2 separate regions of the Rattus norvegicus genome follow, and region 1 is linked to region 2. Evidence: chromatin contacts called from public Hi-C data. All regions are on one chromosome and are shown on one strand. Each heading gives the region's core, a stretch centred on a gene start, on an enhancer-like site or on the middle of the called end of the contact. The rest is flanking DNA. Distances are from core to core; before and after follow the strand shown. Region 1 holds the start of Hif1a (hypoxia inducible factor 1 subunit alpha). Region 2 overlaps Prkch (protein kinase C, eta).

Region 1 (6,842 bases), core at 1,736-4,235, 200 kb before region 2:
GATTCAAAATGACCTAGTTAGGGAGGAAACACTGGGATGGGGAACTGTGATAGGTGCCTAGAGTCTATCATATGTTCAGTGAAACAACTGATCCTAGATGCCAGATGCCATGGTCCAAGGACAGGGCTTCAGTAGGAAAGAACCTTTCTAGCCTTTCAATTCAGAGCCAGTCTTCTCATTTTTTTGAATATAAGAAAAAAAATGCATGAAGGCACAGAAGAAAGGTTTGAAGATTATGAAAGTCTGAACTATAACAGTTAACACCCATGTTCAAGTATATAATGTGTTACAAACCATGTGCTGGCCTAAGGTTTTTAAATGCATTATCTTATTTTCAGAAGGCTAGTATTATCCTCTTGGGAGGGGGGGTATATAATCCACAAGTATTCAGTAACTTGCCAACAATCACAAGTGGAAAGGCTTGGGACTCCAACTTGTGGTTATCTATCTGTATCCTCTATCTAAATCAGTAGACTACTGATTCCTCAAACAAGGAGGAAAGCTAAATTATAATAAAAATTTTATTAATAAACTTCTTGATTTTTAGTGACCAACGCTAAAAGGAGAAATTAAGAAACATCTTTAAGAGATTTTATTTTAGTGACCCAATAACTATTTGGGGGGAGGGATTTGAAAGTTCAGCTACAAGCTAGAAACAGAATGAGCTTGACATTCTCTTGAAATCTAAGAATCCATATACATATTAGGTCAATCAAGTTCAGTACCAACAGCTAAGGAGTCAGACACAGCACATACCGACTGTTAAATCTATTATTCACTTTCTGTTCTGCTTTCTTCCAAATCTTTGAGATTTGAGTTTTCTATACTCTCTATTAAAAAAGCAAAATTCTTTCCCACCTGTTCACTTTGGAGGCTCATTTAAGATGGACTAATTGGAGAAAGAAAAATTTTACCTCTCAATCTTTCAACAAAATTATGATTACAAAAAGACATACTTAATACATAGCACCTAAGTGTTGAGTGACCCATCACTCATGTTTATTATCTTTTAGTGATATTAAGAACCTCTATATTAAGAAATATAATCCCATCTGATCTAAAGCTGCTAACATCTCAAACAAGAAAAATTAAATTAACAGATGGTTCTGAGGAAAACCTAAAAACCATTTAGAACTGGACCCGATGCACAATTAACTTACTTATCCATTGTAAGACTACTTTTGATTAAATACACACACACACACATACACACACACAAACAGTGTATATGAAAGAGACATGATTGGTGTATTACTTGGTATAGTGTATTAATATAATATAATTCAGCATTTAATAAGGACAGTAAGTACACAATGGCAATCTGCCTAAGGTTTAGAGAATAGCAGCCCATCATTTCATCAAAAGCATTGTAGTCACTTCTGCGAAATTAATTGCAACTAATTCTGGTAACTCCTGGAGTTAAGTCTAGACTTGCATGCTCACTTTAAAACATTTTCAAAGTGCTTTCTTTGGTGCATCCAAGACCTGGACGTTCTATGGAATAAAGACCAAGGCAAGGAAGGGATGTACAGAAGAGCAAGAAAATGAGTACATTTATCTCTTCTGCGGATATGGATAAGGGGAATTAATCTCTTCCAGAAGACTGGAAGGACTTAAGAATTAAGCCAGCCTTGTAACCACAGCTCTTACAACAAACCTTCAACTTCTTAAACTGATTTTCTCAAGGTTAAAATATCGAAGTAGACAAAACTGTGTGCTGGCGGCAGGGATCGATCTTACCACTACTAGCTGCACTCGTAAGCCTATAATGTTCTCAGACTCAAACCACAGGATGTTTCATAAACTTACACTGAGTTCTCACACACGATTTCTCACTTCGGATGTATGTTTTTTTGGATACAATTCTTTGCAGGTGTTCCAATAAACTTGCAACATTCTAACTGCTGGTTTTCATTTGCTTTCATTATATACACCCCCCACCCCATCTCATTAAATTATCGGCCTAAGTTTAACCGAAACTATCGGTAAGTTATTTTCAGGAGTGAACGAGGCATACTCATATTCATACATAACGTCTGGGCTCTCCTGACAGGTGATGCAAACACAAGTTTGTAGGAACTGTAAGTTATTTAAAATGATGCCATTTTCCTAAATTCCCGTTACTCTGATGGTGGCAAGTGTTTCCAACAAAACCTGCACGTGCAAACTAGAAAGTTAGCATCTTCCGGCCCCCCGAAGAAACTCCCTAACCTACAAAGGCAGCGGCGGCCGCGGTACAACGAGGCGGCTCCGGGGAGCCCGGGGTCGGCCTCGGAGGGCCTCGACCCCAGGAAGCTGGCAGCGCGCACAGGGTCCGCCCGGGGCCCGGTGCTCGCGGCAAACGCGGAGGTCCGGGGCGGGAAGGCGCGGGAGCTAGGGGCGTACTCGGCCGGGGCCGGCTCGGCCGGATGAGCGCGCGGGGCAGGCTGGGCTGCGAAGGCGCGGGGCGGGTGTCCGGGGCGGAGACCCCAGCCCCGCCGAGCGCTGGGCCCGCGACTCCCACCCCCCGCGCCAAGATGGCGACGTGGACCGCGGGGGAGCCCGGCGCGTGAGGCTGGGGGGGGGACGGAAGGGGAGCAGAGACAAAAAAAGGCCAGCCCACAGAACGCGGCGGCCCGGCTTACTTTTTCTTCTCGTTCTCGCCGCCGGCGCCCTCCATGGCGAATCGGTGCCCGCGGTGTCTTCCCGGCCGGCAGCCCCTGGGCTCGCTCCGGCCTAAGCGCCGGCTCTGTCCTCACGCGCAGAGAAAGGGGCAAGTCCAGAGGCGGGGTGTGAGGCGGGACACCCCCCCGGGACGGCGAGGCGGGAGCTGCAGGCTGCGCTCGCCGGGCTCTGGTTCGGGTTCCTAGTTGCTCCTCCGGCTGGCTTGTCAAGGCCTGGCCAGACACTGCTCGCGACGGTAGCGAGGACAGTCCTCGCGTCCCCTCAGACGAGGAGCCTCTGTGCACTGAGGCGCTGAGGCAGCGGCAGGGGGCGGGCAAGGGCGGAGGCGCGCTCGGGCGCGCGGCGAGGGGAGGGGAGCAAAGGGCTGCGCGCGCCCGCTAAGCCCGACGCGCGCACCCGCGGGCCCGCCTCACCTGAGCGGAGGCGGGTTCCCCGAGAGCCAATGGGAAAGGACGCAGGCGGCCAGGCCCCACCCCAGCCCACGTTGCTCTCAGCCAATCAGGAGGAGGTCAGCTGAGCCCCAGCTGGGGCGAGCTGCCCAGCTCACGTGCTCGTCTGTGTGCAGCTAGGGAGAGAAGAGAAAGGGGCGACCGACGGGTGCGGCTGAGCCCAGGTCTGGGGACTCTGCGCCTTCAATGGAAAGCTGCGTCTGGCCTTGGGAGGCGCTGCTGGAGCAAGTGGGATGCTAAGCCTGTGTCCGAACGTGCTCACACTGCCCTGCTCTCTGTGGAGTTGTCTGAGGCTCGCTTACTCCTTAGTTGCGTGGTTGGACCGGGTCCCCGCCCATCCCTCCTGAGTTTCCAGTTGCAAAAACAGCCAACTTTGTGTTCTGGCAGCCAGCCCCCTGCTGTTAGAGTGGGGTCTCTCCTTCCCAGGTGACCGGACGAAGCTCAGTCTCTGCTCTCTGCCACAGAACAAGGGAAGTCTCCAAGTCATTAACGATTTTCTGGGCCAAAGTTTGACTACTGAGCAAATGCAAATAAAAATATAAAACAAATCCCTCTTGCAAAACCTCTCAAGGCGAGTGAAGTTGCAGGGCCATTTTAAAATAAACTATCTTAATTTACACATAAATAACAGCTTCAATAAGTGAGAGCACAAGCCTGAATTTGAGTGACAAGGCAGGAAAAAGCATTGAGTAGACTTATTTTGCTATTATGTTGCTTTGAAAAAAAAAAGACAAAGATAATCTTAAATAGATGCAGAAAAGGTGCAAGAATTGTTTCAGACTGAGTTTATTAAAGTTCACTGTTTAGACTGAAAGAAGGAAGAATGCATCCTCCAACCTACAGACCTTGACAGGACTGCTCACCGGCTGTGCTGGGAACTATGGATTAAAGCAATCACTTTTGGTCGGTCTTTGGAAGCATGAATGTTAGGTCTGTGGGTATGATGTTTGTTAGTTTTTTTTTTTTTAATTTTAATGTATTCCAAGCCCAACAAAGGAACACTGCATGCACCTGCGTGTGCACACACACATGTACACACACACACGCACACACACACACACACGTGTTGGAGATCTGAATCTGAGGTCTCTGAAACTGACCTGACACTTGACTGTTTAATAGCTCTTCTTTGCCTTGTTAGTACATCGTTACAATCTAACGTTGGGTTGTATAATAATGTAGACATCTGTGGCAGATTTAAATTGCATTCAAATCCAAAAACAACGCCCCCCAATAAATACAAATGGTGTCCAGGTCTAATAAGACAATAAACAATGTATAAAGCCTCTCAATAGACCCATGAAGACACAGCTGGAGATTTAGCTTAGTCAGTCGGAGAGCAGTGGTCTAGTATGCACAAGGTCCTGGCTTCAAAAAAGAAGCTAAGACTATATAAATTGACTTGAGCAGTATTTTTGTTTGGAATCTAGAACATACCTCTGAAAGAGCTACAGGGAGTATAGATAGATAGATAGATAGATAGATAGATAGATAGATAGATAGATAGAGTAAAAGACCAAAAATAATTGCTTGTCCTTCATTTGTTTTTAATCATGGAAATATTTTCTGTTGTGACACCCGGAAAACACAGTGTTAAGAAGAATGGCTGCAGAATTCAGAGTGAGCTTGGTTATAAGCACCAGTGCTCACCATCATGTCACTCTCTGTGCCTCAGTTTAGTCACTTGTAAGAGAGAGAAGGTGGTATTTATGCTCCTGAATTAGGGGTGATTATAGCATCCAGAAAGCACTTGAAACCACATAGGGCGATAGGAAGCCATCATTAAATGCTGGGGGTCTTGTTCTTCTTATCCCCAAATCCGTGCTAGTGGCAACTGGTCGGGCTTCTGTAGATTAACCGGTTCCAACTGCTCAAAAATGCCAACTGAGGGGTTGGGGATTTAGCTCAGTGGTAGAGCGCTTGCCTAGCAAGTGGAAGGCCCTGGGTTCGGTCCCCAGCTCCGAAAAAAAGAAAAAAAAAAGAAAAAGAAAAAAAAATGCCAACTGAGGTAGCACAAATGCTTATAGACTCCCCGCCCCCTTTTCTGACATTGTAACTTCCCAGAAGGTTTGTATCTCTGTAAACAGGGAAGTTGCTGAAGCACCAATCTTTTCTCTCCCGCCAGAGATCACAGCTATAGAATATAATGCTCTTGGAATAAAAATATGAGCACCGTGTAATAGCAGGTCTATCTCACTCAAAGGTTTTTTTTTAAAAAATCATTTCGAAAAGTTTAAACAGAACGATAATTCAGCGAACAGGTTATCTTTGACTATGTATTACAATTTCCTCGTTTCCATTCCCTTTTAAAAGTTTACAAAATATGATATTTTGTGCATGGCTACAAATATATACAACTGTGGAGAGCGGTAATATTTAACCAAGTAGTTAAGTTACAAAGTGCCAACTACTATCTCCTAATTCAGATAATCCTGCTAGCAACAGAACCCTAAAAGGCGAATTTTCCCATTGAATAAGATGAAAACCACTCTATTTCTGAGCTATCTATTAACACATGCATTTCTGTTGCTACCAAATAAGTACATGTGGGTGAGCAGTCTGCTTTCCTCCTTTCATAATCTGCACAACTGTCCAAGGTCCACTCCAACTCACTTTGCAGACCTTACTAAGGCGTCTAAGAGAACATTGCGAAATGACGTCGTTGACCTTTAACCTCATTGGCACTGATTCACCAAGGAGTCGGGGTAAAACTTGAATTTAAATTACTTCAGAAAAAAAGTACCGGAGCAATGAGCCTCCTGAAAGTGAAACATCCCAGGTGCACACAGTTTAAACGACATCGAACTGTGCAGGGAAGATGAGTGTTGAAAAGTGACTCCAGTTTTCATTCATATTTGCATCTGCTATCGCTGTTCCTTTTCTTCCACCTCTTCCTCTTCCCGGCCCCGCCTCCCCTCCTTCTCCTTTTTCTTTGTATATTTGTAATAGTAACAATGATAAAAATCAGATAGTTTGGGAAGAATGTGTTTAGAAAATGGGGGTATTAAACATACAATTTTTTTCTTAATGGGAATCAGAACGAAGTAAAGATGGATATTGCCTGAGTTTATGCAAAATACAAATAGATCATTTGAAAGTAACACTTTCTCATTCAGAAAGTGACACACCCACGGAGGTCAGATGCCAAGGATTTAACCCCCCCCCGCCCCCCTCACCCAATCTATGTGGCCTGCCTGGGCTTCTTTTTTTTTTTTTTTTTTTTTTTTTTTTTATTAACTTGAGTATTTCTTATATACATTTCGAGTGTTATTCCCTTTCCCGGTTTCCGGGCAAACATCCCCCTCCCCCCTCCCCTTCCTTATGGGTGTTCCCTTCCCAACCCTCCCCCCATTGCCGCCCTCCCCCCATAGACTAGTTCACTGGGGGTTCAGTCTTAGCAGGACCCAGGGCTTCCCCTTCCACTGGTGCTCTCACTAGGATATTCATTGCTACCTATGGGGTCAGAGTCCAGGGTCAGTCCATGTATAGTCTTTAGGTAGTGGCTTAGTCCCTGGAAGCTCTGGTTGCTTGGCATTGTTGTACTTTTGGGGTCTCGAGCCCCTTCAAGCTCTTCCAGTTCTTTCTCTGATTCCTTCAACAGGGGACCTATTCTCAGTTCAGTGGTTTGCTGCTGGCATTCGCCTCTGTATTTGCTGTATTCTGGCTGTGTCTCTCAGGAGCGATCTACATCCGGCTCCTGTCGGTCTGCACTTCTTTGCTTCATCCATC
Region 2 (7,432 bases), core at 2,754-5,253:
AAGAGAGACAGACACAGAGAGAGAGAGAGAGAGAGAGAGAGAGGAGGGGGGGAGGGAGAGGGAGAGAGACAGAGACAGAGACAGAGACAGAGACAGAGACAGGGGGAGACAAAGAGAAAGACTGGCCAGGTGTGGGTTTTGAACCATCAAAGCCCACCCCCAGTGACACATATCCCCCAACAAGGCCACACCTCCACACCTCTGAGTTCCTCCTAAGCAATTCCATCGACCAATAAGAACCAAGCATTCAAATATATGAGGCCATGGGGGGCCATTCTCATTCAAAGCACCACGGTTATGGCTCACCAGAGCAGGGAAGATGAGGTAGCAGGCACTTAAAACACCTAATCCTTCACACCCACGGTCAAGAGCAGGGGGATGGACGCATACAGGTTAATCTGTGCTCGGTTCACTTTCTCCACTCTTGTACCATCTGGAACCCAGATTTAGAGAATAGTGCCTCACTCTTTCTTCCCACTTCAATCAATGTGACTGAGACAATTTCCCCCACAGACATGCCCAAGGCTAACCTGAGCTAGACAGTGCTCCACCAATAGTCCTTTTTAAGGTGGCTCTTGTGATTGTGTCAGGCTGATCATAAAAACCAACCATCCCATGGGGCAACCAGGGTATAACGTAATTTACAGAGTGGGAGGACTCTGACCACATGTCAACACGAACACACCCGGACCCTCGCTAGCCACTCCATTCACACACTGTCCGCCATCTCTCTGCTTAATGCTTCCCCAGATATCCACTGAGAACACCAATAGGATTTTGAGTCCGTTCAGATTACAGCCTATTAAGATCAAAAGATTGTGCCGTGACACGTAATCAAACCCTGTTGTGAGGCTACACATGAGAAACACCGTCAACCCCATTCCTAGGCATAGCTGAGTACTGGCAATCCAGCCTCATCTGACCTTAGCACCACTACGGCTACTACCGGCAACAGTCAAGACCATGGCTCATTGCCAGCTCTTAAAATAGAACGAGTACACCACATTAACTAGCTCACTTCAAACGTTCAGGAATGAATCCAGCCCTTTCCAGGGCTCGGCTACCACAGTAAATGCTGGCGGAACCAATCCATAAATATTAGCCTCAGCTGTACATTTTAGTTTGGAGCTAAGAGTTCATCTCTGTGTTAACGCTAATGAATACTTGGGCCTTCTGTGACTTTCATTGCTAAAGACTTGGGTCAATGCTCATGGAAAACGGAAGGCTAGCCTAAGTGAGGAGCCGGGGGCGGGAGGGACTCAAAAGAGGGGCCCGGTGTGCAAACTCACCTGTAGATGATGCCTTTCTCGTGGAGGAACATGAGTGCAGAAATGATCTCTGCAGCGTAGAAACGAGCTCGGGCTTCATCGAAACGCCTGGACTTTTGGATGTGGAACATCAGGTCACCTCCGTTCACAAACTCCATGACAAAGAACAGACGGTCCTAAATGAAATGCGAGGGAATGGATTAGCCTCTTGTTTGATCATCACCATTATTCCCCTCGAAGAGACGTGTTCCAAGAAGCATGTGGACTGCTGTCTGGGAGCAGAGGTTGGCCCCGTGTGGGGTCAGGTCTGTGATCTCAGGGAGGAGCGGCATGGAAATCTCCTTCAGGTAGTTCCACACAACCTTGACTTTCTACATCACTAACCATGGGGAAGGATCAAGAGACCTTGGTTCTCATTCCAGCCCGAAACCTTAAGGGAAGAGAGCATGGAGGTTAAGTCCTAGGCAAATGTCTTCAGTGGGGCACACAGGGTTAATCCCAGAGTAGAGGACACTGGGGAGGGCACTCCATTGCTCACAAATGAGCAGAATACATAGAACAGGTAAACCTCTTTAGAGAGCACGGACAAATGGAAGCACAATTGACAGACTCTGGTCCATCTAAACATCATGAGTTACAAGTGGATGTAAAGCACACTGGGGGCCTCTACCTGTAGCGACTTACCAGACAGGGAAAATGGGCTCCTAACAAGGTCCCTCTGTAGAAACCTAGGTAGGGACCATGCGAGAGTGCACCAAGAACTCGTGGATGGTCGGACTGTTTAATGGCAGAAAGGTCCATCCAGCAAGCTGCCCTGAGATACACAGGGTAAGGCTTGTGTTACAGACCTCTAGCATCAGTGGATTCCCTCACTTCTTTCCCTGAGCACTGAATGGCATGTTGGGGGCGAAACAAAGACCCCTCCCGCCAGATCAGATCAGTTCCACCCTAGAAAAGCTGGGGCAAGGAACATGGGTTCTTAAAATACAAACAGCAAATCTAAACATTCTGGTAAAGCCATGGAGAAAGCAGTAGAGGAAATGGGACACTTGACACCTGCATGAGGCTTAGGGAGGTGCCTGATCTCTGTGAGTCAAGGCCTGCAGGTGAGGGCCATCCCTCAATGTCACGCTGCCCTTTCTGGGGGTGGGAATGTATGTGGTCACTGTGTAGGCAAACTGGCAGTTTATCAAAGGATGCGTGCAGGCAAGAACCCGCCTTTACTTACAGTTTGAAATGTTACCAATTTTGCTAGGGGCAGTGGGGGGCAGCTGGGCTGAACAATGTTGGGGAGTCTGGCTTTGGCTCACTTTCCAGTGCACCACTGCTGCAGTATCAAGCTGATCTCAGTCAGGGCAGTGCAACCCGTGACACCACCTACTTCCTACAGTAAGTGAAACCTCAATCAGAATGGGAGGGAACCAACCATGTGGTGTGTGTGTGTGTGTGTGCGCGAACTGATGCTTTATCAAAGGATTATGTAAGCAAGAACCCACCTTTTCTTGGAGTTTGAAATTGTACATTATATATATTAACATATATAATACGTGCTAGAAGCATAAATTTATTTAAGAGCAGAAAACAAAGTGACAAAGTTCATATAGACAAGACTACCTACCACCAACTCAACTCTTCAGGCCATCCCATAGCCCAAAGGAAAACTATACAAATCTAGCCGGCTTTGTGACCAAGCTAAAGGCCCTCATTCGAGTGCAATTGGCAAAGGGAGGGATAGAATTGGGTGGATGGGTTCACATGAGCAATAGCTGGCCTATATTCCATGGACAGGAGTCGGGTGGGTTGGGCATGTTAGCAAATGACTTGTGTGACAGGTTGGCACTCCAGGGACATAGAACTCATCTGGAGGGGTAGCCCCAGGGTGTGGGGAAGACTTGGATGGAGAAGCCACTTTGCAGCATCCCTGAATAAGTAGTGCAGCCTCACACTTCGTGAACCAGACTGTCTACCTTCTTCGTGGATGTTCTCCTCACAGAAGCAGCCAGCCACTCAGAGCCCCACTTAAGTGAACATCCCTTACTGGAAGTCAGTCCAGAGGTAAGTGGCCATTCTAGGGCTGCTGTCGGTGTGCTTGGCAGTGGTCATGAGAGGACAAGGGCAGCTAGAAGGAATTCTCTTCCACATACAGTATCCCTTTCATATCCCAAATTCTAAAAAGCTGAGCCCTGCCCTAAACTGCAGGGGGGGTAGAATATGCTGCCTTCAGGTCTTCTCTTTGTCCTCCATCTTGGCTCTGGCTATAGGCCGGTGTGGGGGTGGGGGTGGGGGACAGATCTCGGCCTACAGAATCTGGCACTTTCTCCTTTGCTCTATCTGGAGAGAAACAGGATATTTAGATTAAAAACTAAGGATGCTTTGTTCAGTGCTCTTCCTTCTTTCCATCCAGAGCCTCACGTCTATTATAGGCCTGGCACCAACCTAGAATACAGGGTACCATTCACAGCCCCTTGGCTGCTACCAGCACCTCAGTCGGGGAGAAAGGAAAATCGAGATTGAGGAGAGGCAACCAGGATGGAGTGAAGACAAGACCTAGCTTATGAAAGTCATGTGACAAGGTACAAGCTAAAATTAGGTTTATTGATCAGCAACATGTTTTAATTTGTAATTGCAAAGAAACTTCTAGAGACCTGAACTTTTATTGACCCTGTTCTAAAATGTCTGCTAAAGAGGGTGTCTTAGTTAGGGTTTTACTGCTGTGAACAGACACCATGACCAAGGTAACTCTTATAAAGGACAGCATTTAATAGGGGCTGGTTTACAGGTCCAGAGGTTCAGTCCATTATCATTGTGGTGGGAAGCATGGCAGTGTGTTGGAGAAGGAGCTGAGAGTCCTACATCTTGGAGAGCCTCAAAGCCCTCCTCCTGACGGTTACTTGCCCAGTCCACACTGCTGCAAAATAAGATGAAGCCCTTTGGGGAAATCCTGAATTATTAGGGAGGGACTGTGTAATGGATTTAAGGCAGGGAGGGCTCTGCTAATCCTACCTTGGCAGAGACAGCCAGGGGATTCTCTCTGTACTTAAAATCTGCATACGCAGTTGTTTCAGGATCCCTTATGTCCAGTGTCCTAGAAGCTGAGCCCAAGCATCTGCTGCGCGTCACCTGTGGCTTTGGCTCTTTTGAGGCAGATTTGCCCTGACCTGTGTGGTAGGAAACCCAATGTCCAGGAGACCGGTTGAGCTTCAGTTTCAAAGCCAAGCCCTTTGTCTATCCGGTGTGCCTCTCTCTGGTCTCTGATTCAACTAACCACAAATGCAAGCCATCAGCATGGGATGATGAACACCTGAGAGAATCAAAGCAGCTCAGAAATCCCTTTGTCCCACGCCCTGTATCAGTTACAGGCACAGAGTTCAAGGAGCTGGCGCATGGCAATAATAAAATTCCTGTCATCACCTGCCCTGGTGCCTTTAACCCAGGCCTGTGCCAGCTTTCTGCCCTGGCTCTCCGGCAACAGGAGATAAACATATCTCTCAGAGTGGGAGGCCCTTCTCAGAGTTCTCATTATGGGTTGCTCCTGGGAGCTGGACAGACACGCAGCTACATGAGGCAAAGCCTGCTGTGTTGTAGAGCTCAGCTAAGATGGGACAAGTGACAAAATGATTCGACGATTGCAAGGAGGCTGTGAAGGACACCTTTGGAGGTATCTGTCCAGGGCCATGCAGACAACTGCTGTGTCTCCAGCCCACGACTGACTGGGACAAGCCCTACATTTCCCAGAATATTCAAACTGAGACAAAGAGTTTTAATTCAGTCTCAGCTGTAAGAACCGAGCGAACGTGACTCCAAGGAGCTGAGGCTGTCTGTGTGGCAGGAACACATTAAATCCTTTAGTGTAACAGAATGGTGCATGGATGGATGGGTGGATGGACAGACAGATGGATAGATAGACAGACGGGTCAATGCAAGGTTAAAGATGAAGCAGGAAATGGAGTAGAGCAGAAATGAGACCACGAGCGGGATTAGAAGACCTCACCAGGGCCCCTTGTGTCTTTTCACTTTTACATCCCTTTGGGAGGTCTGGTCAATTCCTTACCTCAGATACCACAATGCCTCTTACATTTGTGAATCTTTATTTTCAGTTCTTTTCTTGTATAGCCTCAAGTATGTTTTCTGTGATTTCCAGGAAATTTTTAAGTAAAATACATACAATTTTTTAAGGAACAAGGAGCTTCTTGATTTAAAATCTAAGATAAAATGCCTATAGCAACAGTGATCATAGGATCCCATCATAAACAGCAGCAAAGGGCCTCAGAGCACCAGGCCCTTTCAACAGAATCCTAACAAATGGGACTTATGAGGAGGTAGTAAGGGAGACACCACCCAGTGCCAAGTCCTTGGTATCTCTGTGAAAATACCTGAGCTGTGGACCCAAAATTCTCAGTAGGCACAGGCAGCTTCTGCTGACCTTTATTCAAATTTCCTCTCTCTTTCTCTTTTCTTCTCCCTCTCTTCCTTTCCCTTACCTCAACTCACCTTGCAAAACGGCAATGTCAAAATGACTACCTTCAAAGTTCACAGCAACTAACTCTGTTAAGGCAAGAGTTTTAACCAGTAGTTGGCCTACAGAAAGCGCTCAAAACATGATAGCAACTGTCACTATTTATCACTCCTTTTTCATAATTCTCCACTACAGCTTCAGCCAACATGGCCCTGTGACTAGAACTATAGCCCATCCAACAGCTATCCATTATATACAACAGACACACACACACACACACACACACACACACACACAGGTGAAGGGGCAAGGAGACAGACACACACACACACACAAGTGGAAGGGCAAGGAGACAGACAGTCAGACAGACACACACACACGTACGCGCACACACACACACACACATACATGGACGTACACACATAACACACATATACGCAAGGGGAGAGAGACACACACAAACACACATGGGGGCAAGGAGAGACAGACAGACAGACACACACACACATGGGGGCAAGGAGAGACAGACAGACACACACACACATACATACACACACAAACAGCGGGGGTAAGGAGAGACACACAGACACGCACACATAACACATGTATACAAAGGAGAGATAGACAGACAGACAGCCTTGCCTACATAGCTACTTTAAGGTCAACCCGAAGTCTAGCAGATCCATGGAGATGAAAGTCCCCCTATCCCCAAGTCTAGCTGTTGAAGTACAGACACTAATGCCACACAGCAATGACCTTGCCCAGGTAAGGACTTTCATTCTAGAATGCCTTTATAAGAGTCACAAAACTGTGCTGAAAACCAAAACGATACGAACCAAGCACTCAGTTCCACTCAGCTTCCTAGGTTTCTAACACTGAATAAAGATTATGATTCTCAGCTTTATGGATTTTAAAACATTATTCTTGCAAAACTAATGGGCTGCCCGGCAGACTGCAATGTGCCAGTAAAGACTTTGCGTGGTAGACCCTTTCCCTCTGTAGCATTTGCTCATTCTTATAAGACACATTAAGAAGGATTTTTCTTTGTTTAAAACTAGACTACACAATCATTTTGATTTACAAATATGTTTCACTTGCAGATACGTTGTTTGGGGAATGGAATGTTTTGAGTAAGAAACAGTCATGGCACATTGGCCACAGCGAAGATGGAGGAAAAAAAAATCAAAGAATAGCAATTACATTTATGGTTATGAATAATTTAGATAGTGATTCAGGGCACCGTTGAACTGGAAGGCCTATCTACACTCATCAAACTCTAAGAGCTGCAGGGCAGTGTTTCCATATGAATAACAAGCTCTATATTGAAAGCTGCAGAGTGCTATTAAGAGCTGTGAGCGAGAAGGAAGTCTCCGGGAATAGACAGCCCCACGCTGAATGTCTCCTAAGCCTTACTGTTTCATTATTTTTGCTGACCACATCATCTTCAGGGTTAAAAGGGACAGAGTTCACATCAACAGGAAGCAGTTTCTGACGTCAAAGAGGTCATGGTGGAAAGCACCCTTGTGAGGAAATCTGATTGCACCATGCCCGAACTGGAAACCACTTGATTTTAACCACATTAAGAATGATTGCAAAGGCTTCACAGAAGAAACAGTGAGAGGGAGCCTAATGGTTTTGTTTTTTGTCATCTTGCACACCCAATAAGATGTTCATCCAATCGCCTAGCAACCCTTGTGTCAAGCATGGG

Evidence for each region. Hi-C and Micro-C count contacts between places; a contact is called where the count stands out from the background.
Region 1: a contact with region 2 is called in a Hi-C map of kidney, with 1.9 times the contacts expected there. The contact joins the promoter of Hif1a here to the enhancer-like site in region 2. A contact is called at or near these places in 2 of 12 Hi-C or Micro-C datasets (Schwann cells and kidney) and 1 of 1 datasets of contacts at active chromatin or transcription factors (oligodendrocytes).

The regions. Positions count from the first base shown.
Region 1 is chr6:98,356,041-98,362,882 of GRCr8, reverse strand. It overlaps Hif1a (hypoxia inducible factor 1 subunit alpha), which reads right to left and starts at 2,985. Exons shown (of 15, transcript NM_024359.2): 1 at 2,625-2,985. The coding sequence starts at 2,659.
Region 2 is chr6:98,157,387-98,164,818 of GRCr8, reverse strand. It overlaps Prkch (protein kinase C, eta), which reads right to left. Exons shown (of 14, transcript NM_031085.2): 10 at 1,290-1,444. Among named protein-coding and RNA genes, the nearest start is that of Prkch, 130 kb to the right of the region's middle. Within about 2 kb of position 4,003, at least 3 of the 93 cell types and tissues checked have an H3K27ac peak or open chromatin away from gene starts, as enhancers often do.